Regions from separate parts of the Mus musculus genome. Here region 1 is linked to region 2. A link is a contact called in public HiChIP or PLAC-seq data. All regions are on one chromosome and are shown on one strand. The core of a region is the stretch at or near the end of the contact, and the rest is flanking DNA. Distances in the headings are between cores, read along the strand shown.

The links. HiChIP or PLAC-seq counts read pairs in DNA pulled down with a chosen protein or histone mark.
Region 1: a contact with region 2 is called in an H3K27ac HiChIP or PLAC-seq map of embryonic stem cells, with 11 read pairs. The contact joins two enhancer-like sites. A contact is called at or near these places in 1 of 484 Hi-C or Micro-C datasets (embryonic stem cells) and 3 of 115 datasets of contacts at active chromatin or transcription factors (CD8 T cells, effector CD8 T cells and embryonic stem cells).

The regions. Positions count from the first base shown.
Region 1 is chr6:145,275,060-145,280,238 of GRCm38.p6, reverse strand. No RefSeq gene overlaps it. Among named protein-coding and RNA genes, the nearest start is that of Gm15706, 27 kb to the right of the region's middle. Within about 2 kb of position 3,873, at least 235 of the 459 cell types and tissues checked have an H3K27ac peak or open chromatin away from gene starts, as enhancers often do. A contact at or near this core is called in CD8 T cells and embryonic stem cells, where this site is marked.
Region 2 is chr6:145,092,701-145,097,978 of GRCm38.p6, reverse strand. No RefSeq gene overlaps it. Among named protein-coding and RNA genes, the nearest start is that of Bcat1, 19 kb to the right of the region's middle. Within about 2 kb of position 3,323, at least 20 of the 459 cell types and tissues checked have an H3K27ac peak or open chromatin away from gene starts, as enhancers often do. A contact at or near this core is called in CD8 T cells and embryonic stem cells, where this site is marked.

The sequences.
Region 1 (5,179 bases), core at 2,624-5,123, 180 kb before region 2:
CGGGGAGCACTGACAACTTCACGATGCTGTCCCGAGGGTTCACAGCAATCTGAGGTCATCAGAGAGGATCTGAGGCAAAGAGCATGTGAGGTTAGCTGATTTCTCATCGTGGATGGCGTCAAGAATGTTTGCATGAAGATGGGAAAGCGTCGGCCGTGGGAGACAGGTGAGGAGAGTGCACACAGCTGCTCACACAGGCATAGGTGTGCACAATTGCTGTGACTTTTTAGTGTGTTTATTTCCCTAGTCTCCTTATCCTTACGTGCATTCGTGACCACATTTTCTCTAGGTTTGTTACCCACTCACCCTGGCTACTGCAGGGGGCTACAGTGAGACACAGTAGGGCTTAAAATAAAGCAGTACACTGACTGACTCTGGTAGTAACTCGCCCAGATCTTACTTTCCCCATACGCACACTGAATGACCAAGGGAAAGTTAGTCTTACAGGGCTCTGTTTTCTCTTTGGTAATGTGGGTATACCACACAGAGCTAGACACAAGCACACAGAGGTGCGTGCTCATAAATGGAAAGATCTAAAGGTACTGGTCATACCAACATCAATTTATTCATCTTAATATTGTGCTATAGATGTGTTTGTGTGTGTGTGTGTGTGTGTGTGCTGGTGCACGTGCCCATGTGTCTAGAGGTCAGAGGTCAATACCAAGTGCCTTTTTCTATTGTTCTTCAGTTTCTAAAGGAGCCTCTCACTGACTGCTGAGCTCATCGATTCAGCAGTGTTGGCTGGCCAACAAGGCCCAGGATCCTCCTGTCTGTTGCCCAGCACACCCTGCCTGCAGCACCACCCTGCTATTACATGAGTGCAGGGCATTGAGCTCATGTCCACACACTCTCTTTGCTTTGAGCTCTGAGCAAGTGGTTCTGGTTAGAACAACCAAATCAGGGGTCAGTGGAATGATCACACGGTACATGTCTGACCAAGTTTTCCCCTCCAACGTTCTCCAGTTGGAATTAAGATGGCAGGGAAGCTCTCCTTCAAAGATGCCTCTTATATCTGTTTGCAAAGTTTAAAAGTTACAAGCTTTGTATCATTTTCATCTGATATTTGTTCGGGCGGCAAATGGCCCAGATCAGCAATGCAGGTGCCGTAACTCCCCAGAAATAAAGGTTTGGAAGTATATGATTGACACACACATATATAGACCTGATGGTGTGTGACTACTGTCACTGTCTCTTGGTTGCTCTAAAGAAGTAGCTGCCTGACATCTTGTAAAGACACTCAAGTAGTCCCATGAAGAAGCTCCTATGGGAGGTGACGAAGGCCATGTGCCTGCAGCTGGTGCCAATGTCACCATGTGAACGATCCACCTTAGAACCAGGTCTTCCAACTCACACGAACCCTTTGGGTGTTCCCACACCCATGAGAGAGTTGATCCGTAGCCAACTGTCTGGCCATTTCCAGTCCAGATGGTTGTGAGCTGCCATGTTGGTGCCTTGAACCAAATCCATGTCCTCTGGAAGAGCAGCAAGGTCTTTAACTGTTGATCCACTGCTACAGCTCTTGTGCTTTTCTTCTGAGTCCAGCTACACTTCCCATTCAATGAGTCACCAACCTGTGCCAGTGTCTGGCCCACTAGTGTAAGTGGCTGGTCACTGATGCAGGCTACTCCACTGATGCAGTTGACTGGTCACTGGTGGAATTGTCTGGTACAGTTCCCTGGTCCATGTGGCTGGTCACTGGTATGCATGGTTAGCCTGCTGGTCCTGATGGCAGGCAGACTGATGGAGTCCACAGATCTATGTTTTCATGACCCCAGCTTTATCTCTGGTGTGATTCTGTATACCTTCCCTGTGTCTGATTTCCTCGTCTACTAAAAAAGTAACTTAAATAAGTATAATACTTAAAATGATACAGAATTTCAGCAAGTCGTCGAATCTTGACTCCTCAAAGATTGGTTGCTGTAGTTTGAATAAGGAATTACATCACCCGTGGGCTCATAGATTTGCTTATTTGCTCCCAACAGGGAACCTTCCAAGTTTGAGAAGGTTGTGGAACTTTTAGAAGGTGAAGGGAGAGATCCCTGGGGACAGGCCTGAACTTTGTAACTGGGTCTCTCTTCTCATTCAAATTCTACTTTCTGAGTGTAGATGGAGCATAGCCAAGTGGCCTCCTGCTTCTGCCATTAAGGCTTCGCTCATGGATGTCTGCTGCTATGCCCCCCTCTCTGTGATAGGCTGTCTCCCTCCAGAAAGAGAAGGCAAAATAAACTCCTTCGGCCCTACTTGGCCCTTGTTAGTGCGACATCAGTGAGAATCACCAACACACGGGGAACAGAAAGAGATGTGTAGTCACGTCTGCGGTTTGATGTCTACTGAGCTGGGCTTTACATGATTTCATTGTTGGAAAGAATCTGAAAGGAAAACCTTATCAATCAGATAAAATTAGTGTTTTCAGACGCTCTTAAGAAAGAATACAGAGAAGGTTGGAGTGATTAATAATTACAAAATGGTAATACCTCATATTTGAAAAGCCATGAGTGCTTTTTAGGGAATTATAATTATAATCACAACTAAATTATATAGAGATAATATGTGTGGATAGCCTGTGAGGTAATGTCTCCTCCTTATCTTCTTCCTAATCCCTTGATTGTACAGCCAAAAAAAAAAAAAAAAAAAAAAAAGGCTCAAAACATTAGATTCTTACAACAAAATCAATGTCTGTAATAGATATGAATATCCTTATGACAAATCACTTATAAATGTTTCCCTGCCAAGCACTGTGCACACCCCACAGTCTGCGGCTTTATTTATGGGTGTGATGGAAGTTGCCCCTCTCAGTCAGTCTTGAAGGATTGATTAATGCATGACTGGGCATGCTTAACATTTGACAAGAGTTAACGCAAGCCTTCCTCCTGATATGCGGCCCGAGGCCTTTCTTTATACCCCACGTCAAACCTAGGACAGAGCTTCTGTCACTCACATTGTTTAAGGGAGGAAATGGCGAAATCGTATTGGCAGAATAAGCGCCTGGAGCTGGGGTTGGAGATTCTCTAATGAGAGTTTCAAAGTCTTTGTTACACTATGGAATCTTCCTCCAGCAAAGAAAAAGATATGCCTGTGCACATACGAAGTCCAGCCCAGAAAGCCTGGGCTCTGGGTGAGTAGCCGGTTTTGTGGTTTTGATCCTAGTCCTGTTTCTGCCTTCCCACTTCCTTGTAGCATCCCGAGGTGGGAAACTAAGGACGCATTTCTTGTTCGCTTCCTACTCTACTTTTTCTAAAGTCAGCAATCTTCCTTCAATGCATATACCAATACCACTCACTCTCCTAAGCAAAGACAATTCGGCCAAAGCGGCTCACTTTTGGCAGGGTTTACCAGCCAAGCTTTAGACTTTTCCATATTCGGTAGGTTCTGCAGTGATGAGGACCACTAACATACCTTAACACCAGGCTTTGTTTAGTTTCAAAATTGAATGATAAACACCGTGCAGTCTTTCAGGCTAAGTGTCTTTGGTTACAACAGTTTGTGGCTCTCCCGTGCAAAGCATCACAGTGGCTTGGTGAGATGCTCCCTAGAGGTGTGTTGCTACGTCCTTGCTGTTGTTGAGACTTGCTAATTAGTCAGGGAGGGCATGGGACCTGAAGTCTCCTGGCCTGGAATGTAGCACTCAACTTTCTTTTGTCTTGCAGAATTTGCGTAGGAAACATCCTGGGAGGGTCAACGCTGGGTAAATGCAGAAGTGGAGGGAAGGAAGACAGGAAACAGAAGCCATGAGTAAGCAAAGCCGCAAGACTGAGAGAAAGTGAGCGAAGTCAGTGGTAGTAATTAGAAAATAAGCAGGTGGAGAAAAGCAGACGCTAGAGCTGAGTCATGGGCGTGGCAAGGAGCCAAGGTCTCCCGTGACGTCACGGGAGGGGAGCTGAGTGCTGGTCAAGGGAGGGGAACGGAGGCGCCCTCGCTGGAGCTGTTCCTCACAGCTCGCCCGCCCGATGGCCAAGACAGGCTAGTGAGTTCTCCATTAGCCAGTCAACGGGCCCTTCAACTTTTACCTACTTTTTCTCACCATTCGCTTTTAAGCAAACCTGGAACAGATGATCAGGTGGTTATTTCTAATTCTTTGCACCTTCAAAGGATCAAATTAACACGATAATAGCAGAAGTCATCTGGGACAGACAAGGCACTCCACATGCTGTGTGTGGCCTTGGGGGTCCTACAAACCTCAAACCGCCAGACTGAAACTCAAATCCAAGGCCACATTGTTTTGAAGTTTCAGTTAGGTGACTTCTCTATCTAGCTTTAAAGTGCAGGGCAAGGGGAGTGGAGGTGGGGGAATTCCTTTGTTTGCTTGCTTGATTTTGCAAGAAAGTCTGCTCTTCCCCCCCCCCCCCATCCAGGTGAAGCCCCAAACTGCATAAATTTAGGTATGGAAATAAGACACCTGTTCTAAGAAATTGGAGGACTGACAGACCTCTTGGGATATGAGTTTCAGAATGTATTTTACATTGTTTTTCCAATATTTTGGACTGGGCAAAAACAAGTGAACTACTTTTTTTTTTTTTTTTGGTTTGTCCAGACAGGGTTTCTCTGTGTAGCCCTCGCTGTCCTGGAACTCACTCTGTAGACCAGGCTGGCCTCAAACTGAGAAATCCACCTGCCTCTGCCTCCCGAGTGCTGGGATTAAAGGCGTGTGCCACCACTGCCTGGTGAACTACTTTAATAATAGAAAATACTTCTTAGAGTTCAAATGGTCTCGGGGAATGCGATATCCTTATGTCTGACTCATTTTGCCTAAGTCTGTATTGTTTAATAAGAACTGATCATCGTAAAGAGGCTCACTAAGTGTTTGAACTCAGTTTCTGGTTAGTTTGTTTCTGGTTGTTTCTAGTGAAAGTGCCTTCTGACCTGAGGAAGCTCCCCAATTCCAGTTAAAAACAAAGAGATAGCAATTTGAATACTAATGAAAAAGAAACTATGTTCTTAACTTAGGTATAAAAGAAAAGGGGCCAAGGGGAAAGGGTATAAAAAGAAAAGAGTTGAGGAGAAAGGAGGGGGAGGGTAAAGTGTGGGGGCAGAAAGGAGGCCTTAAAGGACTGTAAGTTTGTGGATTCAATGGCATATGTTGTCAACAACCCACATTTCTCATAGTGAGCGTCAGCTCCTCACACTGTCACCATCAAACTACGCTTTGACTTGACTGCTGTGAGACTCCAGACTTTATAAG
Region 2 (5,278 bases), core at 2,074-4,573:
CTAAGAGCACTTACTGCTCTTACAGAGAACCTAGGTTCTGTTCCTGCACCCATAGGTGGCTCACAACCATCTGAAATTCCACTTCCAGAGGATCTGATACCCTCTTCTGGCCTCTCAGGCACCAGGCACACATGCAGTGCACAGACACACCTGCAAGCAAAACACTAATACACAAAATAAATACAGTCTTAAAAAATAAATAAAAATAAGTCCTTAAAAACAGCAACAGTGATAACCAGGATTCTGGAGTAGCATTACTATTGCCTCCATTATCTGATGAAGAGAATCAAGCACACATCCAACACCTCTTAAGTGTCAGAGGCACTAAGGTTGAGGATCTGTTGGTACAGTCCTTGCCTGGCATACACAAAGCCCTGGGTTTGATTCCCCAAACAGCATAATCTGGGTGTGGTGTACAGACCTGCAAAGCCAGCTCTCAGTAAGTGAAGGTTGGAGACCAGAGCTCTGGGTCCTACACAGGCAAGGGACAAGGTCCAGGCCAGCCTGGGCATTAAAAAGAGAAAGAAAGCCGGGCTGTGGTGGCGCACGCTTTTAATCCCAGCACTTGGGAGGCAGAGGCAGGCGGATTTCTGAGTTCGAGGCCAGCCTGATCTACAGAGTGAGTTCCAGCCAGGGCTATACAGAGAAACCCTGTCTCGAAAAACAAACAAACAAACAAACAAACAAACAAACAAACAAACAAAAAGAGAGAGAGAGAGAGAGAGAGAGAGAGAGAGAGAGAGAGAGAGAGAGAGAGAGAGAGAGAAAAGAGCAGATCTAGAGTCCACACTTAAACCCAGGCCATGCAGATTCTAGAGCTGGACTTTTAACCACATCGCCTTTTAATTTACTTTAATTTATTATTTTTAGACACAGTGCTTCCCTGTGTAGCCTTGGCTGTCCTAGAACTTGCTCTGTAGACCAGGCTGGCCTCAAAGTCAGAGATTGACCTGCCTCTGCCTCCTGAGTGCTGGGATTAAAGGCGTACACCACTACCCCCTGGCTATTTTTAAATTTATATATGAGATCATATGATGCCATAGTCTGTAATGGTGCCACCAGCTCCCATATGCACACTGACACCAGCCCTGCTTCTCATCAACCGAAATCTTTAACAAGATGTTCTCTGTACATACATGTACGTGTTTGATCCTGGACTTTATATATGTCCTGTCGCATACATGGAAAATCTCCTTTACAAAGAAACTGAGACTCAAAGATGTCAGTAGCTTCTTAATGGTCCTGTGCTCGGTTTTGAGCCAGAGAATGCCTGACAGACTTGGGAGACGGTGTCAGAGTGTAGGACCTCCAACGTCACCCAGTCTGATGGCCATCAACACCAGCCAGTGAAGTGTCCAACAGCGGCCACCATCAGAGGGAGTGGCCAGCTCTGAGCTTGCATGTCTAAGGCTGATCTTTTGATCCCAAGCTTGAGGCACACCATTGCACTCAAAATCATTGTGAAGACACTGGGCCCCAATTTTTCTGATTTCTTCTGAGACTTATAATTTTACCAACTATTTTGTCATAGACGTAACTTTAAAGATTTATTTTTGCTTGTGTGTATGTGTACCCACCTGTGGTATGTACAGGTGCCCGATGAGGCCAGATAAAAGCATTAGATCCCTTGGAGCTGGAGTTACAGATAGTTGTGAGCTGCCCAACGTGGTTGCTGGGAATTGAGCAAGCAGTCTAGACCACTGAGCGAGCCATCTCTTAGCAGAACTAATTTTGCTCTCTTCTCTGATACATCTGTGTTGTTTCCTTAGAGATACTTTTATTCCTTGAGATCAAAAGCCATGAAACACATCTTTTATAAAAAGCCCATACATTATAGGCAGCATTGGTAACCTACACCCACACCCAACACCTGCAATCATCAGGCCCCAAGAAGGCTTTCTCCCAGTTGCCGGCACTGCCCATTACCAGCTACTTTCAGGTGACATCTTTACTTGAAATTCTGAGAGGAAAGAAAGGTGACGTGGGAGTGAGAAGTCACCTGTGAACAGAACACATGTCCATGAGGGTGACTTAGGAGGGAGGAGTGTGACTTATCAGGGAGGAGGGTGACTTAGCAGGGAGGAGGGTGACTTATCAGGGAGGAGGGTGACTTAGGAGGGAGGAGGGTGACTTAGCAGGGAGGAGGGTGACTTATCAGGGAGGAGGGTGACTTAGAAGGGAAGAGGGTGACTTATCAGGGAGGAGTGTGACTTATCAGGGAGGAGGGTGACTTATCAGGGAGGAGGGTGACTTATCAGGGAGGAGGGTGACTTAGGAGGGAGGAGGGTGACTTAGGAGGGAGGAGGGTGACTTAGGAGGGAGGAGGTGACTTAGCAGGGAGGAGGGTGACTTATCAGGGAGGAGGGTGACTTAGCAGGGAGGAGGGTGACTTATCAGGGAGGAGGGTGACTTATCAGGGAGGAGGGTGACTTATCAGGGAGGAGGGTGACTTATCAGGGAGGAGGGTGACTTATCAGGGAGGAGGGTGACTTAGCAGGGAGGAGGGTGACTTAGCAGGGAGGAGTGTGACTTAGGAGGGAGGAGTGTGACTTAGCAGGGAGGAGGGTGACTTATCAGGGAGGAGGGTAACTTAGCAGGGAGGAGGGTGACTTAGAAGGGAGGAAGGTGACTTCCGTCTAGGTTCTTCCAAGTGTATTGTCAGAGACTGCTCACCTATTCAGCTGTGGTCTCAATTAAGTTGGCTGTTTCCTTCTTCTAGAGCCAAATAGCTGAGGTTGTTTTGGCATGAAGCTAACAGGGACCCTTGAATAGACCCTGGATTCCCCAGCTATCTGTCACACATGGCCTGAGGCTAACAGGGACGCTTAAATAGACCCTGGACTCCCCGGTTGTCGGTTGCTCTACCCAACACTGATGTGGGGTCTCTTCAAGCTATGGTGAGAACTCTTACTTCATAGGCACTGGTATCTGAAACATCCTGTCCGTAGAATATTGGACAAGACTCCATTGGCTTTTGCCATCCATTTTCCTCATCTTCTGCAGTTCTGTGACTCAGCTGACTACTGCCTGGCACTGAGGTACCAGTTCAGAGAGAGCAGCTTTCCCCGAGACTGACAAAGAGTCCTGGGATTAGCAGGACCGAGGTGGGAGTCAGAGATGGATCGATAAAGATTGCACAGTGTGAGCAGCCTTCTCATGGCCTGAAACATGTCCTGTCTTTGCAGTTTAGGCCCTGATTGTCTTCTTAGCTTTCAGTCCAGGTAGAAAAGTTCTAATTTCATTCTCCAAACCACTGAGAAGCACAAACTTGAGGCTGGGTGTGGTGACAGACGCCTATAATCAGGAGGAGGAGTCAGGGAGGTCAGAGGTTCAAGGTTATGCTTGGCTTTGTATCCAACTCAAGGCAAGCCAGGGACACAGGAGACTGGTTCAAACCAAACAAAGAAAACACAAACGACTCAAGAACTTGCTTTAGGCTGTAACTGCCTGTGGAAAGGTTTTGATAGAAAGTAAAGTGCGAAGAATGAATTTTACTAGAACTAACTGCTTCTTGGTTGTAGTGTTTGCTTGTCTGTTTAAGACGGTCTGAGCATTTAGGCCTGGCTAGTCTGGTACTGTCAATGGAGACTACACCTGCTTTCAAACCGATTCTTGAATGCAGGGCTAAGGGCATGCACCACTACACCCAGTGGAGTCATTCTCGAGAAGAAACCATGGGCTGGAGTGATGGTTCAGAGCACTAGCTGCTCTTGTAGAGGACCCAAGTTCAGTTCCGTGCACCCATGTGGTGGCTCACAGCCGTCTGTCATTCCAGTTCCAGGGGATCTGACACCCTCTTGTGACCTCCCTAGCTACCAGGCACACACGTGGCACACAGAAATATGCAGGCAAACTTCCATGCACATAAACAAAAATGAATAAACCTTTAAAAAGAAATAAGAAATCTCACTTTTCACTTTATATGTGTGTATAAAGACGGTTTGTTCAACTATCAATGTCAAGAACTCTGTGTGTGTGTGTGTGTGTGTGTGTGTGTGTGTGTGTGTGTGTGTGTGTGTGTGCCTGCCATGTATTTGAAAGGGCCTCTGGCATTTGGAAGAGGACTTAAGCTCCCCAGGGACTGCTGTTCTAGGTTGTTTTTGAGCTGCCAAGTGGGTGCTGGGAATCAAACCCTGTGCAAGAACAGCCAGTGCTCTTAACCATGGGAGCCATCTCCCCAGGCCCCAGGATGCATGTAAACTTTAAAATGGGTATGTGTTGCTAAATGGTAAACAAGGGGCTCCCTGAATAGCCAATGATCAGGTACAGCCAAAACCTTCAACAAGAGGCAAGAAGCAGCTGGGTGGTGGAACACTTTTAATCCCAGCACAGAAGACAGGAAGATCTCTGAGTTGGAGCCCAACCTGATCTACAGATGGAGTTCCAGAATGAACCAGGGCTACAGAGAAACCCAGTCTCTAAAAAACCAAAACCCAATCTAACCCAAACAAAGCAAAGCAAAGCAAAACAAAACAAAACAAGCTAGAAACTCCTGCCCACTGGGGAAGCCCCTGAAGACCCATTCTCAGCCAGGCTGGTGGGAGGGCAGAGGGGAAGCCCCTGAAGACCCATTCTCAGCCAGGCTGGTGGGAGGGCAGAGGGGAAGCCCCTGAAGACCCGTTCTCAGCCAGGCTGGTGGGAGGGCAGAGGGGAAGCCCCTGAAGACCCGTTCTCAGCCAGGCTGGTGGGAGGGCAGAGAGCACTTTCTACTTAGCCCACGGTTTTGTTGCTGGTGTTTTGAGACAGAGCCTCATTCTGAACTCGTGAAGATCCTACTGCCTCAGCTTACATGCTCAGGTTACAGGTGTGGGCCGCCATGCTCCCTTTAAACCGGTGAGCTCTACAAGTGTTAGATTAAACACATTGCTTTCTTTCTTAGGATGGGGGTGGAAAACAGCTGTCCTGAAAATAACTTAAAACCCCACGTCCTGGACTCCTGAAGTTGGTTGTCTGCAAACTTGTTGGTGATACTACACACACACACACACACACACACACGCCACACCTTACATAACTTTGTCGACTTAAAGCTTTATTTGTGTCATAGCAAACCCATTAGCATCTCTGAAACAGCAGTTTTTCTCCTGAGTCACCTGTCTCCTTGGCTTTCCTTATTTTATCAAGTCTATTTTCTCTCCCAGAAGAAAATGTACAATAAACCCCCAACTCTAAGAATCCCAGGGCTTCCCTGTTTTCTTAGGTTATAAAACCACAACCCTGCTTCCGACAAGGAGCCTTCCAAAGGACCAGGCTTGGAACCCCTGAAAGAGACCTCAGA